3 separate regions of the Mus musculus genome follow, and all the other regions are linked to region 1. Evidence: chromatin contacts called from public promoter capture Hi-C data. All regions are on one chromosome and are shown on one strand. Each heading gives the region's core, a stretch centred on a gene start, on an enhancer-like site or on the middle of the called end of the contact. The rest is flanking DNA. Distances are from core to core; before and after follow the strand shown.

Region 1 (3,736 bases), core at 810-3,309:
TTTTGCCCTTCCCATTCCTCCTGTCAATTCCTATTCCCCCTCCCCACTCTCAAGTTGATAGCCTCGTCAAGAAAAATCAACTCTTTTTCTTTCTTTCTAGACAGGGCACATTACACAATACATTTTTCAGTTATTTTCTAACTTCTATGACAAAAACAGACATCATCTGTTTTGTTTTTACATCAAATTAATTCTATAATGTTTTAATTGGAAATATGTGCTTGATACTACATTTTACCTCAAATTACGCAAAGTAAAAAAGAAAGACATACCAAGTCATCGTCATCACTGATGCTTCTATCTGAGTAGTCTTCCTCCTCTGAATCTTCTGACATCTCTTCTAGTGTCTTCCTCGGAATGTCTTTAATTATGTGAGTAGGCTGTAAAATGTCTAAGGAGATTTTTAACAGCTTTTCTTTTAAGCAAAGGTGTGCAGGTTCTGTATTAAATGAATACTACAAAACCTGTCCAATTGTATTTAATTAAGAGTGACAGATCTCTGAAAACTAAACTAGTAAGGATACAGGAAATTAATTTCAAATTCAAAGATTTTACAAAACTATCCGTTACTACAAAGCAAGCTTCCTAAACAGATATCCAATACCAGATGTTCAGTCCTACAAAGAATATACACATAAGCAATATTCAATAGGCTTCTGCAAGTTGCATTTATATATTTATTTAAACACACAATGATAATAAATAGCAAAAGAGGATATGTATCTGAGAGGGTTGGAAGGGGGATAAATGATGTAATTATATTTTAATTAAATAAAAAATTTAAGATGATGAGTGGATATGGAATGGGGGTGTGAATTTTAGAAGAGATGAAGGGGGATATATTTATAACCTGTCAGTATGTTTTATGAACAAAAATAAAACTTAAAAAATCTGTTGAAACAAGAGAGACAAATCACGTAAATAATTTAGTTGAAAAACTTCCACAGTATATAGCCAGGCCATTTACATTTTATATTCATAACTAAACACTACACTGCAATAGTAAATGGGGATTGTCTTCACGCATTAAAAAGTACACAAGAAAAGTTATAATTATTCAGACAATAAAATGTAGCAATAGTGTAAAAACTTTCCCCTTTCTCTTGAACTTTCAGTTGACCCGAGCTTCAGTGTGTATAACTTAAGTTTCTCTTTAACCGTGATCATTACTGTATATTTAACTTTTAAAGCCAATGACACCATTTGTATTGGAATAGCTACCAGAAGGTCCGGCTGGAGATGACCACTGTTGCTTCTAGGCAAGCCTGAAATTGGCATTTTACTAAAATGACATTTTCCTCCTGCTACACATGCCAGTGATTGTGCCTTTGGGGATAATACAGTTTTAGGTATACGTTTCCTCTTTTCTTATTTGCAATGAAATCATCCTTGCCAAGCTTTTACACTTTGGAGGACACCAAAAGAATTTACCAATTTCACAACTACTGGTGTTTGGTTCTCTCTAAAAGCGAGCCTTTTGACCACCGCCGACAAACACCTTCTCAGCCCCCGGTTGACGTCTACAGACGAGCGCGTTCGGGGGCGCGGACGGCGCGGAAGGCCTCGCGAAGCTTCATCATAAACGCCAACTGCAGTCGAGAGAGCGGTTTCTAGGTGACATCTCGGGGCGGAGACCGAAGCTTCAGCCCCGGATGACGGCTCGAAATTACGACAACCCGCCGGGACGCCCGGCGGCAGCTCCTTACGTGCGCGGACGAGGCGTGCAGGCGCTAGGCGCCGGAAGCCCGCGGACGCCGGTCCGCGCCCGAAGCGGCGAGCGGGGGGCGTGCGGCCGCGCCAGGCCTTCTCTCGGGGCGGGACCCGCGCGGAGCCTCCTCACTCACGCGGGCCCCGCGCCGTCCCGCGCCGAGGGCCGCATTTCCCCCGCTCCCCGCTGCCTAAGCGGCGCGTCCGCCGCCCGCCTCGTTCCCTGGGCCTCTTCAAGTCCGCCGGTCGTCCCACCCCTGCCGGGAGAATACTTTAGGATGTCCCCCAGGCACCGGGCGACGACAGGGTCAGAGCAAATGCCATCGAAATTCAGCGGTCGCTGAGAGAGCAGGCCGCTTGTTGCCAGGGCAACGGCTGTACTCTCGCGAGACTTTGGGGAGCTTTAGTGATTTCTTCCTAGGGACAGCTGTGAAGGTGGTGAGGTTTTTGGCGGGAGACATTGATGCTAGGGGATGATGGGAACTCCTGGCTTGGCTTATGGTATGGACCGGTTTGAGCATTGCAGGAGGGAGAGTTTAGCACTGGGGAAGATGCGACTGCAGTTTGTTCTGAGTGACTATAACTTGTTTGCTAGGTGCCTGCGCTGAGAAGGCAGTAGAACATACAGTTTAAGGCTTGTGTCTAGAGCCCCCCTTGACTTTTAACAACCTGATGACCACGGGCAAGTTAATTTTCTGAACTGAACCTTATTAATAAAAATGAACTAATTTATTTGAAGTTAAAAGGTTGAGTTCTATTTTGCACAATTATAATTCATTCTTATTCTGGAAGTGAGACTTAAAATACTTGATTTGGAGGAGTCATGGTTATATGTATAAGGGTAAATTCTCAAAAATTTCATCAGCTTAGAAATTCTTTGTTAGCCAACACTTTCACAAAGCAAATCTCCCACCTTGCCTTATTTAAGTCAATAAGACCCCCACAGCAGTCTTAGGATCTGTGTTTGTGTGTGTATATTTAACCCTGATTTGTTGGTCACTTTTCACTTTGGTGGATAATACAGTTGGAACAGTTTTCCAAGTAAAGTTAATAAAAGAAAAACCCATATAGACAAAAAGAATGAGGAGGTGTTCAGTGCCCTCATGGTTCGCATTAAGCGCTTCAGTTTCAGCATGGAAATGGGTTAGCATCTCTAGATTTGTTAACTTTCTGGGAATGTGTTTGTGTCAGACCTTGAGACTTTCTGTTTCTTTGGGCATTGGCCTGAGGAAATGAAGTGTGCCATTGATCACACTTGTTTGAAAACTAGTCTTCATAGTTAGTTGTGCTTGGTTTTATGCCATGTGTATATCACTAACGGAGACAATGCTCAGAGACTCTCTGGTTTGAGGGTATCCTCAAAGCTCCAGTACCGAAATTTACTTGCTCCTGTGGATATGTAAGAACAGAAACATAACCCTACTTCTGTTTATATGTGGGGCCGTTCAGGGGTAAGTAAGATGAATGAGACCATCGGCGTGGAGTTCTCATAATTAAAACTTAGTGGCTCTATAGGACAACAGAGGGCACCCACTCCCAGTTTCTGCTAAGGGGTACCATTTGGTCACTTGGGACTCTCTGCCTGCAAGTCCGTCACCAAATGTGTTCCCTTGGCTTGTACCACTAGAATCACAGTCAAGCTAGACTTTTCTTAAAACATCCCCCGCTGGTGGTATTGTGCTGTTGGACAGTAAATAGGGTAAGCCAGTTTGTTTTATATGGAATCTATTGTTTTTTGTTGTTGTTGTTGTTGTTGTTGTTTTGTTTCTCTTTACTCATGGATAAAGGCTATAGGCTGTCAGGTTCACAAGATGGAGCTCCAAGAAACATCCCAGCCAGATAGGGAAGAGGCAAAGATAGGACTTAAATCATGTATGTATGTATGTATGTATGTATGTATGTATATTCAGCCCAACTATGCACATTAACATATGTCAACAAATATTTATAGAGAATGCTATTAGTGCATAAGAGAATTACTTAGAAATTCTCAAAGCTTTGAAAAGTCACATTCATTCATTACTCACCT
Region 2 (3,806 bases), core at 115-2,614, 530 kb before region 1:
AAATGAGGCAAGGATGTCATAGCTGAGATAGCATGTCTTTGACATGCAGGTAGAGGTGACTTCACCATAACCTTTCATACAATCACTAGATGACTTCAAAGACCTGTCCATCATGTGACAGACCCTGACAATCAAGGAGAACTGGTTTTGTGGAGCCACTTCTCTAGATGTTCTACGTCTAGGCCAGGGGTCACTTCAAAGGGCTATGGCTGCACAAGGTGCACAAATCCTGTGAATTCAAAAAGAACGTGGGCTCACAAGATCTAGCTCTGCAGCTACCAGATCAAGTTGATCCGGCCAATACCATCACTTAAAAGAAGGTTTTGGTTTTTTTTTTTTTTTGGGGGGGGGGTCTTTTTCTTTTTCGTCTTGTTCCAAATCTGTTCTTTCTGAATATGAAAATGAAAAAAATAAAGGCTAAATTGCCGGGCATGGTGGCACACGCCTTTAATCCCAGCACTCAGGAGGCAGAGGCAGGCAGATTTCTGAGTTCTAGGCCAGCCTGATTTACAAAGTGAGTTCCAAGACAGCCAGGGCTATATAGAGAAACCCTGTCTCAAAAGAAAAAAAGAAGAAGAAGAAAGAAAGAAAGAAAGAAAGAAAGAAAGAAAGAAAGAAAGGAAGGAAGGTTAGATCATTTCTCCAAATGAAATTCCCAGTATGACTATTGATTAGCCTTGTCCCCTTGGCTCCCATTGTGTCTCTCCCCTGGGTTTCCCCCAAGAACAACCTGCCTTGTTCTTTGGTAAAGAGCCTCAGAGAGGTGCACGGACACCCACTCTGACTGGCATGTATACTCTCCCAGAGCAGAGGGGAGCCTTTCCCTTCTTCCCAAGCATCTCAGGGTCTTCCCTCCAGGTTCATTCTTCCTGCTGCCTCTGACCTTTCTCCCCTGCCAGTGCCCAAGAAGCAAACTTTGCCTGGAAGGAGAGCTTAATACTGTTCAGTCCAGGTCACATTTCTCTAGAATGAATGTCTGTATTCTCCCCGCCACCAGATGGGTCATCTTCCTGAGTGGTGAGCGAGTGACCCTCCAAGAAAGCTGTGTCCCATGCTTGGAAGCAACAGAGCAGTGCTGGGGACGTGGGATTATGCTCAAGGTGCTGACCAACATCCAACCCCTGGGATGCTTGAGAAATGGAAAAACAAGAGAACCGCCTGGGTTCTGCCAAAGCAGCAGGCCCCTGCTGAGACCAATCAAGGGCCGCCTTCAGATGCGATATTGGCTCACTCTTTTCAACTTGCTGATAGGCTTTGAGAAGTGGGCGGAAACGCTGCCCTCTGCCCTCTCCCATTGGTTCAAAAAAGTTAAAGGTGGGCCTCTGGCTAGTTTTAGTCCTGTAACAAAAAGGAATGTCTTGGAGATTCTTCACGGCTGCTTTGGAAGTCCATACTTCAGGAAAAGTATAAGTAGGAGCCCAATTTGAAGGGAAGAAATCTAAACAGAATTAAGGTGTCAGGTACTGAGAGAGAGAGAGTGCACCCTCAGACTGACACCAGTGCTGGCTTTAAGGGAAGGGGCCAACAGATTTTTTTTTTTTTACCAACAGTCAGCCAGGTCGGAGGTAAGACAAAACAGGTCACCAGAAAGAAGAAAAGCTACTGTGGTTTTGGGGTTTTTGTTTTGTTTTGTTTTGTTTTGTTTTGTTTTTAAGCTTTAAATGATTCTTCAATACTGACCAGTAGCCGCAAGCTCATTGCTCCCGAGGACTCTTTCTGGCGTCTAGCATGAAGCCACCCTCTTGTTAACCAGAGAGAAAACCCAGCGCTCAGGTGTGTAAGCCTTTCCCGGCTCTTCTTCGATGGCCATAACACTATGCTGCTCAACCTCACCTAAGGCAAAAGTCAAGCAGCCCAGCTTTCTGTGGAAACTGGGTGCAGCCACCCTGCTTCTCTGCTCCCGAGACCAAAGAGGACTAACTCTTGGAAGCCAGGGAAGGTGTGTGAAGTCTTCCTGGACGGAGAGGGGAGCGTAGCGCAGAACAGAAGAGGACGCCATTGAGGACTCGATCCAGGATCCAGACAGGTCCACCATGGGCTTGCTGCAGGGCCTTCTCCAAGCGAGGAAGCTGCTATTGGTCATCTGTGTGCCGCTGCTGCTGCTGCCTCTGCCCACCATCTACCCCACCAGCGTAAGTGGCAGCCTGCCAACTCCTGTCAGGGCATCAGTGGGAGCGGGAGAGAAAGGGAGGGAGGTCTGAGGGAAGCGGAACGCTTGTGGGACTTCATTGAGAGTGGGATGGAATCATCCCACTTATCTGGAAGAGACCAAAGTACTCTCTTCCTTAAAACTATCATTTGCATCCCTCTGTCTCAAGATGGGTCCCCCAATTCTGCGCCCCCCCCCCCCCGATTGACTGGGAAACCATGGCTGAAAGGACTGTCATGTTGAAAAAGAAATTATAGGAAATAAGGTCGAACCCATAGAATGGACAGGCTTAAGGGCCGTTTCTCAACCTATGGCTATCTTTATGTGACAGCCATTAGAGATGTAAAAGGCTCCCCACTATCAACCCAGAAAGGGATGCTGGGACTGGGGAGGGGGGGGGAGCCTGTCCAGAGTCTGTCCTCTGGTCATGGTAGTCTCTGACAACCAGAATATGAAAATGGTCTTGTTGGTCATCAGTGGGAGGAGAGGCCCTTGGGCCTGAGGGTGTTTGATGCTCCAGTGTAGGGGAATGCCAGGGCAGGAGGATGGCAGTGTGTGGGTGGGTGAGCACCCTCATAGAGGCAGAGGGAGGGAGGATGGGATAGGGGGTTTCCGAAGGGGAGACCTGGAAAGGGGAAAACATTTGAAATGTAAAAAAGAAAATATCCAATCCAAAAAAAAAAAGAGGCCATCCTGAACCTTCCATGCAAACTTCAGGAAGGGCATATTGAAGTTGAGCCTGTTACTCTGGTCTCATGCTTAGGACTCTCTGACTATCAGTTTCTTCTATGTATATGTCTCTGCTCTTTAAAAAACAAAACAAACAAACAAAAACAGACCTAATGCAACAAGAAAACAGAAATGCAAGCCCAGGAACTCTAGACCATAAAGCAGGAGATTGGGAACAAAGAAGCTGTAGCTCGGTTTGCATTCAGTCAGTCCCTTGGACCTCCCTGGTCTCCCTCCCCTCCCCTTCTCTCCCCTCACCTGTCTGGGGGTGTATAGCTACCCCTCCAGCTGGCATGGTCCTTGAGACTTTAGGGGGAAAATAAGCTAAGGCAGGTTGACTACAAGAATATTTCTCACACGGTTCCCTGGGGGACTGGGTAACCAAGATTAAGGTTAAAAAGTTAAACAGAGGGGATTATCATGGTCTAGTTAAATACAAGCTGACTTCAATCTTTAGCAAATAAATAGTCCAGCCTGCCAAGGAGGCACCAACTAACTCTGGTCTGGGATTAGCAGACAGTGATTGGCAGTGACATTTTTTTAATGAGGTCCCATTTGTTGATTATTTTATTATTATTATTATTATTATTATTATTATTATATATTTTCTTTATTTACATTTCAAATGTTACCCCCTTTACTGGTTTCCCCTCCCAAAACCCCCTATCCCAACCCCTTTCCCTCTGCTCACCAATCCACCCACTCCCACTTCCCTGCCCTGGCATTCCTCTACTCTGGGGCACCGAGCCTTCTCAACCAAGGGCCTCTCCTCCCATTGATGTCCAACAAAGCCATCCTCTGCTACATATGCAGCTGGAGCCATGGGTCCCTCCATGTGTACTCTTTGGTTGGTGGTTTAGTCCCTGGGAGCTCTGGGGGTACTGGTTAGTTCATATTGTTGTCCCTCCTATGGGACTGCAAACCCCTT
Region 3 (3,872 bases), core at 111-2,610, 760 kb before region 1:
GTTTGTTAGCGGTCATTTGTTGGTCAGGAAAAGCTCCTAGTTTTTAATTGCCATCACACACTTAAGTATTTTCCACCATAGAAAGTAAATGTACATAATTCACGTTGTTGAGTTGGCAAGATGGCTCAACCAGGAAAGATGCTTGTGACAAAGCCCGATGGTGACCTAAATTCAGTCACTAGGACCTACATAAGAGTACTCTCCCACAAGTTGTCCTCTGAGTTTACACGTATGCACACTCATGCCCACATCAGTGCATCTGTACACAAGCACGTACGTATGCAATTAAAAAGAAATAAACCTACTGACACCGTTGTCTCAACTACGTGTTGAAGATTTCCTTCTGAGAAAAAAAAAGTTTTATTCTTTCCTTTTTATTTCCTTCTGGTGGATGTCCCAAAGAAACTGCATGGTTGAGGAAAGGGAGAAGAAAGGCCAAGAGTGGTAGTGGGAGAGAGAGGAGAAAAGACCAAGGGAGAGAGCCCCACCCAGCCACTGATGTATGAGAATAGGAATAGAGTTTGATGCCTAAAGGTAAAACAAACCAGTAGGTCCCACACGTATGCACTCAACAGGAAGCGCTAAGTGGGTTCAGAGAGCTCAACACAAGACCCGAGCACTGCTGCAGAGATGGCTCAGAGGTTAAGAGCACTGGCTGCTCTCGCAGAGGAGCCCGGCTTGGTTCCCAGCATGGCCCATATGAAGGCTCACCGCTGTCTGTATCTCTAGCTCTCTCAGATTTTATGCTTCCTCTTGCCTCTTCGGGCACTCGCACACATTGGTTCACATAAATGTATATATTCTGTCAAAACTATCATACACGTAAATGAAAATTTGGTTTTTGGTTTTTTGTTTTTGGTTTTGTTTTAAGAAGAGAGGTCACATAAAGTTGTGAAGGAAAAGTAGTGGTGAAGTGGAGAAGGGATTCAGGAATGAATTTGTTCAAAACATACTATATGCATAGATGAAAGTCTCAATAAAAATGTTTTGAGAGTGGGTTGGTTTTTTGTTTTTCCTCTTTTACTAGTTTAAAGTGGGATAGTAAGAGAGAGAGAATCTAAACACATTATTATTATTATTATTATTATTATTATTATTATTATTATTATTAGTTATTTTTAGAATTATTAGAAAGTGAGCCCTGGAAACTAACGTTCCCCTCTGTCGTGGAACTGGAGTGTCCTACTCCCATCCAACACCTCCCCAGGTTCAGCCCCTGATTTTCCTGACCTCCAGGAACATTCTACTCAGCCTCACGGCCCCGCCCATTGGAACCACGCCTCTACTCTGCCTTGGCCGGCCAGGATAATGCGCCTGCGCAAAAGTGGCTCTCCTGAGGTAAGCAGTCGGGGCGGGGTCCCGAGCAGAGCTTTCTGGAGAGAGGAAGAGGAAGAGGAAGTGGGAGGCGGGCCCTAGCGGGGCGTGAACCGGAAGTGTAAGCGTCCTGCTTCTCCTCAGCTAGGCGGAACCTGCTCTGCTGGGCCCAACGGCTGCAGAAGAACTTTCTCCCGCCCGAACCGTAGCCGCGACCCGCAGTCTCGCCCGCTCAGCGGCCTGAGGCGCGTCGCTTTCTCGTGTCCCCTCGTCGGGCCTAATCGCCGCTCCTGCCCGGCCCGCCGGCCCACCCCGCTGCAGTCATGTGCGACAAGGAGTTCATGTGGGCCCTGAAAAACGGAGACTTGGATGAGGTGAAGGACTATGTGGCTAAGGTGAGCGGGGATGCGCGGCGCTGATGCTGCGCTGCGGCGGGGTGGGTGGTCGTGAAGCCCAGGGCGTGGGGGACACCGGGAGCTGGGCCAGCTTGGGAGACTCGTGGACGCCGCAGGGCCTGGATCTGGGTGGCTCCTCGGTGCCAGGTAACCGCTGTGTTGTTGCTAAGGCGGCTGTGGCCTGTCCCAGCCCCGCAGGTAACGGGCGCCTGGTTGTCTCCCTCGATCGGCACGGGCCGGCCCTCTAATACCCCGGGTACTGCAATCTTTGAATGAGGCATTTCTCCATCTTGGCCTCGCACCGGGTTCCTGAGAAGGAAACCCGAGCAGTTCGAATCGGGAACGATTTCCTGAACGTGCGGCCTGGTGGAGATGGGGAGGATTCAGAGGATCCGTCACCCGTGAAATGAGCTGCCCCAAAATAGCCATAGTTAAATTTCTGAAACTTGGTGTCACTTCGCTCTGAAAGTCTTTAACTTGGGTGTGGCCTTTTTCCTCTCCACCACCACCACATAATATGTGTATGTGTGTGTATCGTTTGCTTCGAGTGGTAAGGTTGCCATTTGGCATCTGGGGTGTTGGGAAATCGGAGTAGTTTTCAAAAAGCCTTTTAACTTGGGGTACTCCATTATTTCATCTGAAGTCCGCGCGCGTGTGTAGTAAATAGTACTGCAGTCTGATCACGCTATGTTTGGGATATGGTTAAGAAACCCAAATTCAAAACCATACTTGGAGGTACTTGGAAAGTTCTGACCTGGCCTGCCTTTGGGTCTTAAATTGCTCCTTTTGTAATTGTAAGGAGAACTTCTATAGTTTTATTATTATTATTATTATTATTATTATTATTTTCCGAAAGTAGAATTTTGTGACAACTGTGAACATCTTGGTCCTCTTCAAAAAGTGTGAGCCTGCGGTCAAGATTTTAAATCTTAAAAGGTGTGAGCGGTGGCATCCTGCCTCACAGGACTTGTTTTAGGAAACAGGCAGAAGCAGGTTGATTGGTTGGTTAGTTTGTTTGTTTTTAACTACAGGATTGTACAAGGATGATAGTTTTTTCTCCACTTGATGCCTTATAATTTAGACTTTTCACATGTATTTGATCTGCTTAGTTGATTGTAATGGATGTTTAAGGCAAGCTACCTTCTGACTACCTTAGCTAGTAACAAATAGAAACCTGAACTACCGTCTCTTCAATGTAGAGTTATAGAAAAATACATCAACCAGTAGTGGAACAACACACGATTGTCTCAAAGTGAGTGGCTCTTGTTTTTCCAGCCCCTGCTCAAACATAGGGGATTTAAAATACAAAACATTAATAAAGAATTTACAGTTACAAAAATAACATGCATGAAATTGTTTCTGTTGTCAATATGTTAACTTACAACTTCATGACTGAACCATTCATCCAAAGTGGAAATTGGGTGATTGTCCTGCATAGCTGAGGTTTATCAAGACTACCTTGCTTCACTCTCCAGTCTCAGCATGACTTGAAGTTAGTTGCTGCTGTTTCCTATTCCCCACCCCACCCCACCCCACCCCCTGTATTTTCTTGATTTGGTTTGCCCACCCCCATCCTGGTCATCTTCAATAGTTAGCTGAAGGGATCAGTGTTTATTTTAAGCATATTTTTTTTCTCAGTGAACTTCCTTCTCTAACTTGATGATAGATGCTTTTGACTCTATATCACTTCCAACTCTATCTTTTGGTCTACTGGGACATTGTGTTGTGTTGAACAATTCTTTTTCTTCCCTATCTGAAAGCTGTACTCCAGACCCTCACTTGTATTTCTTTAAGTAGCTTTGTCCATGTACGCTTACATTTGACCAAGTAAGCTTCACCAGTTAGCCTCCAAGCTCATGAATTCATGTTTGTCCTCTTAACCTAAATATCACCTCTTCCAAAAACAAACAAAAACCAAAACCCAAAACAAACAAGCAAACAAAAACTCCCAACACCTCACCTTGAAAGGAAGTGAAGCTTCTTATCCTGTTTCTCATTGTGATTTTGCAGAGTATCTGTTCTTCATTAGGCCCAGAGCCTCTGGACAGTAAATGCTCTGTTCTTTTAAATCTTAATATCTCCAGTATAACCCTATAACACATTAAAAGCATATGTTCTTAGTAAGAACGTCTTTCCTTACTGTGATTTTTAGCTATGATTTCA

Evidence for each region. Promoter capture Hi-C pulls out the DNA fragments that hold promoters and counts their contacts.
Region 2: a promoter capture Hi-C map of pre-B cells shows a contact between it and region 1, with 2.1 times the contacts expected there. The contact joins the promoter of Slc13a4 here to the promoter of Agbl3 in region 1. A contact is called at or near these places in 1 of 39 promoter capture datasets (pre-B cells) and 1 of 115 datasets of contacts at active chromatin or transcription factors (pancreatic cancer cells).
Region 3: a promoter capture Hi-C map of pre-B cells shows a contact between it and region 1, with 4 times the contacts expected there. The contact joins the promoter of Mtpn here to the promoter of Agbl3 in region 1. A contact is called at or near these places in 2 of 39 promoter capture datasets (liver and pre-B cells), 1 of 484 Hi-C or Micro-C datasets (CD4 T cells) and 2 of 115 datasets of contacts at active chromatin or transcription factors (memory CD8 T cells and pancreatic cancer cells).

Annotation. Positions count from the first base shown.
Region 1 is chr6:34,778,755-34,782,490 of GRCm38.p6, reverse strand. It overlaps Agbl3 (ATP/GTP binding protein-like 3), which reads right to left and starts at 2,059. Exons shown (of 20, transcript NM_001289656.1): 1 at 1,432-2,059; 2 at 273-391. The coding sequence starts at 335.
Region 2 is chr6:35,305,684-35,309,489 of GRCm38.p6, reverse strand. Slc13a4 (solute carrier family 13 (sodium/sulfate symporters), member 4) reads left to right here and starts at 1,364. Exons shown (of 16, transcript NM_172892.3): 1 at 1,364-2,132. The coding sequence starts at 2,034.
Region 3 is chr6:35,537,376-35,541,247 of GRCm38.p6, reverse strand. Mtpn (myotrophin) reads left to right here and starts at 1,360. Exons shown (of 4, transcript NM_008098.4): 1 at 1,360-1,709. The coding sequence starts at 1,638.